Linked DNA regions of Pan paniscus: region 1 is linked to region 2. Evidence: chromatin contacts called from public Hi-C data. All regions are on one chromosome and are shown on one strand. Each heading gives the region's core, a stretch centred on a gene start, on an enhancer-like site or on the middle of the called end of the contact. The rest is flanking DNA. Distances are from core to core; before and after follow the strand shown. Region 1 overlaps PTK7 (protein tyrosine kinase 7 (inactive)). Region 2 holds the start of PTK7 (protein tyrosine kinase 7 (inactive)).

Region 1 (4,188 bases), core at 574-3,073, 47 kb after region 2:
TGTGTTTCTGCCAACCTGGGTGAAAGGGAGATGACTGGACTTACTGTTCACTCAAATGAGTTATTCCTGTAGTGATTGAGACTGTTCTTCAAAACGTTACAAATGTGGCCAGGCATGGTGGCTCATGCCTGTAATCCTAGCACTTTGGGAGGCTGAGGCAGGAGGATCACTTCAGCCCAGAAGTTCAGTACCAGCCTGGGCAACCTAGGGGGACCCCAATTCTACAAAAACAATTTGAAAATTAGCTGGGCATGCAGGCACGTGCCTGTGGCCCCAGCTACTCAGGAGGCTGAGGTGGGAGAATTGCTTGGGCCTCGGAGGTTGAGGCTGCAGTGAGCCGTGCTTGCATCACTGCACTTCAGTGTGGGGCGACAGAATGAGACCCTATTTCAAAAAGAAAAAAAATGTCTCTGGGCCACACACATTTGGGGTGGCTCAAGAGCAGTCCAGAGTTATCAGTCAGATCTTTAAGGTATGAGGTCTGCAGTACAGTGCACTGGGCCCTGGGGGAGGATTAGGTAGGCTATTCAGGGGTTGGGGAGGCACCCTGGGCCCTCTGGCTTGGCCTTCAGAGTTTCCAAGTGGTGGGGACTTGAGAGGAAGTTTGTCCTCTGTGGGTCAGGGAGCCCCGGGGCTGCTCCTCCCCTGGAACATTTATGCTTCTCAGGTTGAGGGCTGCTTCTCCTGGCCTGTGGCCTGGCGCTGTCTCCCTACACTGGGAAGCTGGCAAACCTCTCCCTTGGGGGTCTATGTATGCCCTACAGGAGCCACCCACCTTGACCTGGACTCAAGGGGCCATCTGGCATTCAGGATATTCCCTACAGGGACCCAGGCCGTGGAGCCGGGGACTGAATCTTTTTTTTTTTTTTTTGAGATGGATCTTGCTCTGTCACCCAGGCTGGAGTGCAGTGGCATGATCTCGGCTCACTGCAACCTCTGTCTCCCTGGTTCAAGCAATTCTCCTGTCTCGGCCGCCCAAGTAGCTGGGATTATAGGCACGTGCCACCATGCCCAGCTAATTTTTGTATTTTTAGTAGATATGGGGTTTCATCATGTTGGCCAGGCTGGTCTCGAACTCCTGACCTTGGGTGGTCTACCTGCCTTGGACTCCCAAAGTGTTGGGATTACAGGCATGAGCCACCGCACCCGGCCAAAGGACTGAGTCTTTAGTGTGGTGCTGGTGTGGAAGAGTCAGACACATATGTGTGGCTGATTGACTTGGGGTGTGGGAGATCCTGCAATTATTCACACAGTCACGCTCCACCATGCAAAATCCCCATGCCTCTGTGGAGCACACTCCTGGAGGACTTCTGGGCCGGTAGCATCAAGCTCCCCACTCAGCCAGGGTCTTTCTATCTCAGCCTGGTCCTGAGACATCTGACGGATGGCGTTTTCTTTTACCATGTTGGCCAAGCTGGTCTCAAACTCCTGATCTTGTGATCCGCCCGCCTTGGCCTCCTAAAGTGCTGGGATTACAGGCGTGAGTCACTGCGCCTGGCCGGATGGCATTTTCTTTAATGAGAGAGAGAAGTTGATTGATAGAATCAAACAGTGATGTGTGGCAGATTCTGAGGCCTATATAGGTCCTGGGGGTGTTTTTCCTAAACCAGGAGTTCTAGCTCCTGAGAGATGGGTAGTTGAGTGGCCCAGATGGATCCTTGGATTGAAGCAGCCAAAATTACTTAGAGTGGGAGTGCTTAGGAAAAACTTCCTGCTGCTCCCTGCTCTCTGTAACAATTGTGTTTACACATATGTGTGTGTATACACGCACACATATGCACACATGGGCTGGCTGGGCCTGAGCCCAGAGAGCAACACGGAGGGTGGGCACCAGACCAGATGCTGGCGGGGGTGGGGGTGGAGGGCAGGCACGGGAGACGCAGGCAGAGTGAGTGTCTGCATATAGATGGCTGTTAGGGAGCCAAGGAAATGGCTTGGAAAATGTCCTTATTGGGTGTTTGCAGCTCCGGCTTTGTTGGGGTCGGCGCCTGGTGTGGGCAGATGGCCCTGTCTGCCTGTTGTTGCTGAGGGCTTCTTGCCTGCTGAGCCCGGTACGGCAGGCTCATACCGGGGAAGCAGCACCCTCTGCGTTTTGTGCCGTGTGTGGGCTTTGTGAATGTGAACCCGTTAGCCCTTACTCAGGTGGGGTGGTGGGCCGCTGTCCCCATTTCACGGCAAAGAAGGGTGCAGAGGCCACACTAAGGTAGCGTCACTAGGGAGCAGCGGAGGCAGGGCTGTTTGGCAGCAGCAAAGCTGCACATGGAGCTGGCTGCCTCCGGGGTCACGTGGCCTGCATCTCCATGGGGGCTTGTGTGCAGTGGAGGGGGTTGCATAGCATGGCCCGGTGGCAAAAGAGGAGGCAGCGTCGGTGGCAAAAGAGGAGGCAGCCTCGGGAAGCCCAGGACCCTTCCCAGACCACAGTCCTGGGGGCATACTCAAGTCAGGGGGCGGGGACAGGAATGTGCTGGTGACTACATCACCTTGAGGCAGGTACCACCTCAATCCCGAACCGCCTGCCTTCTTCTCTGTCGTTGCTGTCCTCCATTTCTTGTTATCAGCAAAGCTTCTGACAAAGCAAAAGTAGAGTCCCTTACTTCCCAGCTCCTTTCTTGGAGTCTGACCTTTCTGCCAGGTCTCCTTTGTCTGCTTCCCCAAAACAAAACAGCGGACCGAAGCCAGGCACAGTGGCTCATGCCTATAATCCCAGCACTTTGGAAGCCAAGGTGGGAGGATCGCTTGAGCTAAGGTGTTCAAGACCAGCCTGGGCAACATGGCAAAACCCTGTCTCTATAAAAAACTAGCTGGGATGGTGGCACACGCTTGAGGTCCCAGCTACTTAGGAGGCCGAGGTGGGAGGATCACTTGAGCCCTGGAGTTCAAGGCTGCAGTCAGTGAGCCGTGATGGCACCACTGTACTCCAGCCTGGGCAACAGAGTGAGACCCTATCTCAAAAATAGCCCAACAACAAACAACAGGCCAACGTCCCCCGCTGCAAGCTGAGCAGATGGCCAGGCTGGGCACACCACAGACTGTCTTCTGAGCAAACATGGGTGCCGCAGCACTGGGCCAACCTGAATAAAGAGCCTCATGGTTGAGGTGCGTATAGCAGGGGCTGGGGGCTTGGAGCAGACCTGGGAGCTGCATTCTCTGCCTTTTGAAACATCTGCTGGGCGGGGTGGCTCATGCCTGTAATCCCAGCACTTTGCGAGGCTGAGGCGGGCGGATCACCTGAGGTTGGGAGTTCGAGACCAGCCTGACCAACATGGAGAAACTCAGTCTCTACTAAAAATACAAAATTAGCTGGGTGTGGTAGCTCATGCCAGTAATTCCAGCTAGTTGGGAGGCTGAGACAGGAGAATTGCTTGATCCCGGGAAGCGGAGGTTGCCGTGAGCTGAGATTGTGCCATTGCATTCCAGCCTGGGCAACAAGAATGAAAACTCTGTCTCAAAAAACAAAAAAAAAGAAAAAAGAAACATCTAAAGTCTGTCCCAGCCAAGCACTAACCAGGACCTGCTGTGAGCTGACGTCAGGACAGAGGCCCCCTCGGGGCCAGCTTTGATGTTTCCCAGGCCCAGTCGTTGGGGCACAGGGGGCTCTGAGTGGCAGTCTGGGAATGCAGCATCTCTCACCACAGCTATGGAGCAGTCCAGTCCCAGCCCCAGGAGTGGGTGCTGGAGGCTGAGCTGGGGGTGGCCGAGGCTGAGCTGGGGTCTCTCTGAGTCACGCTGTCTCTTCTCCCAGCTTGGGTTTCTGTGGCAGGTGGTCTGTGGTTCCTGCAAGCTCAGGGCCCCTTCCCCTCTATCCCACCCACCACCTGCTTATTGCCTTCAGACTTCTCTGCTGTGGCGGCTCCTTCCCTGGCCAGGGTCTGGGAGTGGTCCTGGCACTTGGCAAGTGGAGAGCCTTCTAATCTTCTTAGAAGTTGAGTCCTTGAGCAGGAGGATCATGAGAATATTAACAGTAGCTGCCGTTTACTGAAGATGAACCATTTGCAAGGCACTTCATGTATGTTTCCAGGTTTACAACTCATGACAGCCTTGTGAGAGAGGCAGAGGAAGCTGAGACACAGTCTGTGTTACTTACCCAAGGTCAGACACACTGAGTGTAACAGGTCAGGATCTGAGCCCAGCCTGTCTCATTCCAGCCCCTTAGCTGCTCCTCTGTGTGGGTGAGACTCCTGGCTCCCC
Region 2 (4,440 bases), core at 559-3,058:
AGCAGAGGCTAAACAAAGTCCCAGGTCCAGAGATAGACTGGTCCAGAGACAGATGTGATCCTAGGTCCAGAGATACACTGTGACCATGGGATGGATGGACTCTAGGAGCCAGTCTTTGGGAGGCCGAGGTCCCTGAGCTGATGGGGTAGTGTTGTCTGTTTCAGGTCTCCCGGGGCCTCAGTGCCAGCACCATGGACCTCTCTTCAAGCAGCTGACATTCAACCCGGCCCCCAGGTCTGCTGGGTCCCCCCACCCCCACAGCCCTCACAGCATTCCCCATTGCTCCTGGCTCTTCCCCACCCCTAGGTGGGACAGTGAAGGGGAGCAGTTTAACCAGAAGATTGCTGCTGCCCTTAGGGTCTCAGCTCCCTCCTCAGGAATCCCTCTTAGGAAGGACCCTCAGGACACCCTCTCTGCACCCTGTGGTCCTCTAGAGTAGCTAGCTCTGAGGCCCCAAGGTGGGTACAAAGCAGGTATGGCCTTCAGAGATGCAGCCTGCTGCTGGCTTTTCAGTCAGAGGGTTGGGGGCTGGCCAGCCAAGCTGCCTTGCCCTGGCCGCTCTTACTCCCTCCCTCTGCTGTCTCACTTCAGGTCCATGTATTTCACTTTTCTTAAATAAAAGAATCAGGTAACCTTTCTGTGACTTGAGTCCTGATTGAAGAGGGTATGAAGCAGGGCTTGTGTTGGGGCCCTTCACAGAGGGTGTGGGGCAGTGATGGATGGGGCAGCAGGAGGAGTGTTGATTCTTGGATCTCTCCTCTCTTCCTCCCATTGTTTGTATCATCTCCAGCAGGGCCTGTAGGAAGGCATCTGGGGGATGGGGAAGAAGGAGGCTCACAACCCAAGGAGAAGGTGCTGTGGACTGGGTTGTCAGGGACATGTGGTGGCCATGTGGCAGGACCCTGGAGTCCTGGCGCCACTTCTCCTGGCTGTGAGGCCCTCTGTGGCTGCCATTCCTCCTCCCAGCTGCTTGGGGGAAGGGAGGTCTAAACAGGCCTGGGGGGCCCTCCGGAACCAGAGGGGAGACAAGGCACTATCCATCCCCTCTCAGCATATCTTGGAGGCCTGAGCAGCAGCTGGGGCCCATCTTCTAAAGCTTGACTCCTCCTGACCCGCCTCCTACACCCCTTGCTGCTTTCACAACAAAGAAAGAATGTGGGGGTGGTGGCGCTGGGGGTGGGGGTGCCTGGAACAAGGGTTGTGCTGGGCCTCCCCACAGCTGGAGACTTGGCCATACCCTGACACAGCCCAGACTGCCTGGAGATGGACTTGGGATGAATTTGTCAGTTAGCAGACTTCAGCCTGGCTTTCAGAGCCCAGCGTGTTTCTACCTTTGGGTTCAGATTGGTCTACAGCCAAACCAGACCCCAGTCATGCACACTTCAGCCCCTCTCCGGGCTACACAGCATCTTCAGGTTACTTGGGGACATTAAGGACACCCTGCTGTTCTGGGTCTGCCGTTAAGATTTTGGGTTGCTGAAGAGTTGGCGGGGCCCGCCTCTTCCCCTGCCCCCACCTGGAGAATTCTGGGGGAACTGTTGGCCAGAGCCTCCAGGTATGCCCAGAATGGACCATTCTCCCCAGGGTCCACGGAATCGCACAAGTCACTTAGGTTCTCCCGGATCCCTGCAGAGTCGGTGGTGGGTACAGCAAATACTCAGGTCCCCTGCACTTCCCTGAGCCTTGCTCTCTCTATTCTCCATCCCTCTCCAGACCCCTCCCCCTACTGAGCTCCTCCCCGCCTCGGCGAGGAGGGGGCGCCGAGGGGGCGGGGCGCCGTGCGGGGGCCGGAGGGGAGGGGGCGTCGTGGGGCGGGGCTTGGCGGCGGCGGCGGCGGCGCGCGAGGACTCGGAGGTACTGGGCGCGCGCGGCTCCGGCTCGGGACGCCTCGGGGTCGGGCTCCGGCTGCGGCTGCTGCTGCGGCGCCCGCGCTCCGGTGCGCTCCGCCTCCTGTGCCCGCCGCGGAGCGCAGTCTGCGCGCCCGCCGTGCGCCCTCAGCTCCTTTTCCTGAGCCCGCCGCGATGGGAGCTGCGCGGGGATCCCCGGCCAGACCCCGCCGGTTGCCTCTGCTCAGCGTCCTGCTGCTGCCGCTGCTGGGCGGTGAGTACCCGAGAGTTGGGGGCACAGAGCTTGGGAAGCGCGGGAGTCCCGTGGGCAAAAGGCTGCACCCGGGGCGGTGGGTTTGGGCGGCTGGAACGGCCCTGGAGTGGTGGAGAGGCTCGCTGGGGGTGCAGGCTTGCGGCGGAAGGGCGCAAGGAGCCCGGGGGTCGGGAGGCTGGCGAAGCCTCCAGGGACGCGGTCAGGGTACCCCTCCCACTCGCGCCGCGGGGACGCATTTCCAGCCTCCCGGAGTTTTTCTGGTCTGAGCCGAGAGTTTGCTCGAGAACTGCCGAGAGTTGCTGGCTCTCGGGCCCAGATGGGGAGTTTCTTGTCGGGGGAGAAAAGACCATCCGCACCCACCGTGGGGAGCGCGATGGAGAAAAAGGAATTCCCCACCCCACCCGGCAGGGTCGGCCCAGGTAAGAGTTGCTGGTTTGGGGCCCGATGCCGGACAGACCTGCGGCGCGCAAAGCGCGGAGCTTTGTTACCTACGCCGACCCGACGCTCCCGGCTTCCCTCCTCCGAGTTCCTGGGCAAAGCTGAGACCCCAGATGGCCCTGCGGGTGAGGGCGGAAGAAGGGAAGAGTTAGGGGCCGCCCCCATCCATGGCCTCTAGCTACTGGTCTGGAACCCTGCGCCCACTCCGTGCCAGGGCCGAATCCGGGGATCCGAGGGTCCCAGGCTGTCGCGGTGACTAATGTGTGAAGGCCGCTGCCAAAATCGGGCATGGCCTGGCTGCAAAGGTGCGGACGGGGTTTGTTCTGCTCCTTCCTGGATTTCCATCCTGGTTGTCCTCACAGAGGAAAGGAAGTATTTCTAAGGGAAGAAAGGCAAAAAGAGCTCATTCTGGCTTTTCTTGGGGGGGGGGGGCTTAGCATTTTAACGAGGGTGTGGCCCTCATCACCAGGGCAGACAGCACCGCCCCCCCAACTCCCGCAGCTTTTATTTCCTGGCTTGGTCACACCTAAGAGTCATCACTGAGGTGTTGAAGTGCCTTACAGGAAAGCACCAAGCCACCCGCACATCCCAAATAGCCCGAACTGGAAATAAAGCCCCCGACCCTCCACAACACTCCTTGGTGGTCCTCGAAGCAGCTTTCTCTTGGGGAGCTCTGTCGAGGAGACCTGTCCTAGGTGATCACCTTCCATCTCCTTTGAAGGTGGCAATGGGAAGGGCATGGGTAAGGAATTGCCTTTCTAATATCTTTCTGGCCTGCCAGCTGTGGAGGGGTTTTGGTGCTGGTGGAATCAACATCTCCCCTGCCCCCAGTTGTAAAAGGAGAGGTAAATGTAACCCAGGAAAGAGACCAATCTCCAGGGATTTGGAGGAGGTGTTTCTGGAGTTGCCCCATTTTTCTTGTGATGTGTGTGGTGGTTATTGCTCGTGGCAGAATCCACATCTGCTCCCAGAGGAAGTATGGAAGTTTTTTTGCACAGCCAGGATGGGGGCCCAGCCATCTGGGCGAGCAGCCCAAGCTCACAGGACCCCTGGCTGTCCTGGTTGGGTTTTGGTGTGTGGGTCTGCCCAATGAGGCTGCCTTCACTGCTGCTGTTCAGGGTACTAGAGTCAAGGGGAGTTTCTGGTGAAGATGGGGCTCTTGCTCAACAAATGCTAAATTCCTAAATTCCTTCCATGAGAAGATGACTCTGATATTAATTGACTTAATCTGGTGACTGGTTGGTGTTTAGTGTGTGTGTGCGCGTGTGTGTGGGGGATCCTGTTGGGGGAAGTTAGGGCAGGCTGAGGGCTTAGGACAGGAGGTCTGTAGTCTCCTCAGGGGGGATGTCTTGTGCTCAATAAAGGAACATTTTAATGAGAGCCTTAAATCAATTCCACCAAATGTGCCTTGTTGTGGAACCTGTCCATGTGCTGTAAACAATTTCAGTGGAGGCCGAGGCGCCTGCTGGCTTCTAGTGAAATCCTGGGACTCAACCCACCCCCAGACGCATGACTTCAGGGGGCAACGGTTTTTTAATAGATCACAGTAGATTTTTCCATCTCATTGTTTAACTGTGTAATTAACTGGAGTTGTAGTGAGATCCCACTGTTAATAAGGCTGGAGTAAGGAACCTAGGCTGGCTAGGTTTGTGGATTAGACCATTTTAAAGTCTGGGTAATTATGCCATAAATGGCTGAGTTACTTTCCAAACTTTGAGATGCTGTTGTAATAAATATGGTGGAGGAGGAGGAGGCTTGATGTTTGAAACTATGGATTCTTAACCCCAACCTCTTGTACAGTCAGCTGTGGTCACTTCTCATTCCGATTCCCATCCCCCTCCCTGGTTTCTTTCCTCCGGGCTCTTGTTTCTTTGGGGAAATTGAGTCGTCATGTTCTGGGAT

What was found. Hi-C and Micro-C count contacts between places; a contact is called where the count stands out from the background.
Region 1: a contact with region 2 is called in a Hi-C map of fibroblasts, with 6 times the contacts expected there. The contact joins the enhancer-like site here to the promoter of PTK7 in region 2. A contact is called at or near these places in 2 of 3 Hi-C or Micro-C datasets (fibroblasts and induced pluripotent stem cells).

The regions. Positions count from the first base shown.
Region 1 is chr5:57,621,313-57,625,500 of NHGRI_mPanPan1-v2.0_pri, forward strand. All of the region lies in intron 1 of PTK7 (protein tyrosine kinase 7 (inactive)), which reads left to right. Among named protein-coding and RNA genes, the nearest start is that of PTK7, 48 kb to the left of the region's middle. Within about 2 kb of position 1,824, at least 1 of the 2 cell types and tissues checked has open chromatin away from gene starts, as enhancers often do.
Region 2 is chr5:57,574,077-57,578,516 of NHGRI_mPanPan1-v2.0_pri, forward strand. It overlaps PTK7 (protein tyrosine kinase 7 (inactive)), which reads left to right and starts at 1,809. Exons shown (of 19, transcript XM_055113624.3): 1 at 1,809-2,100. The coding sequence starts at 2,022. KLC4 (kinesin light chain 4) reads left to right here. Exons shown (of 16, transcript XM_003833273.4): 16 at 165-643. The coding sequence ends at 215.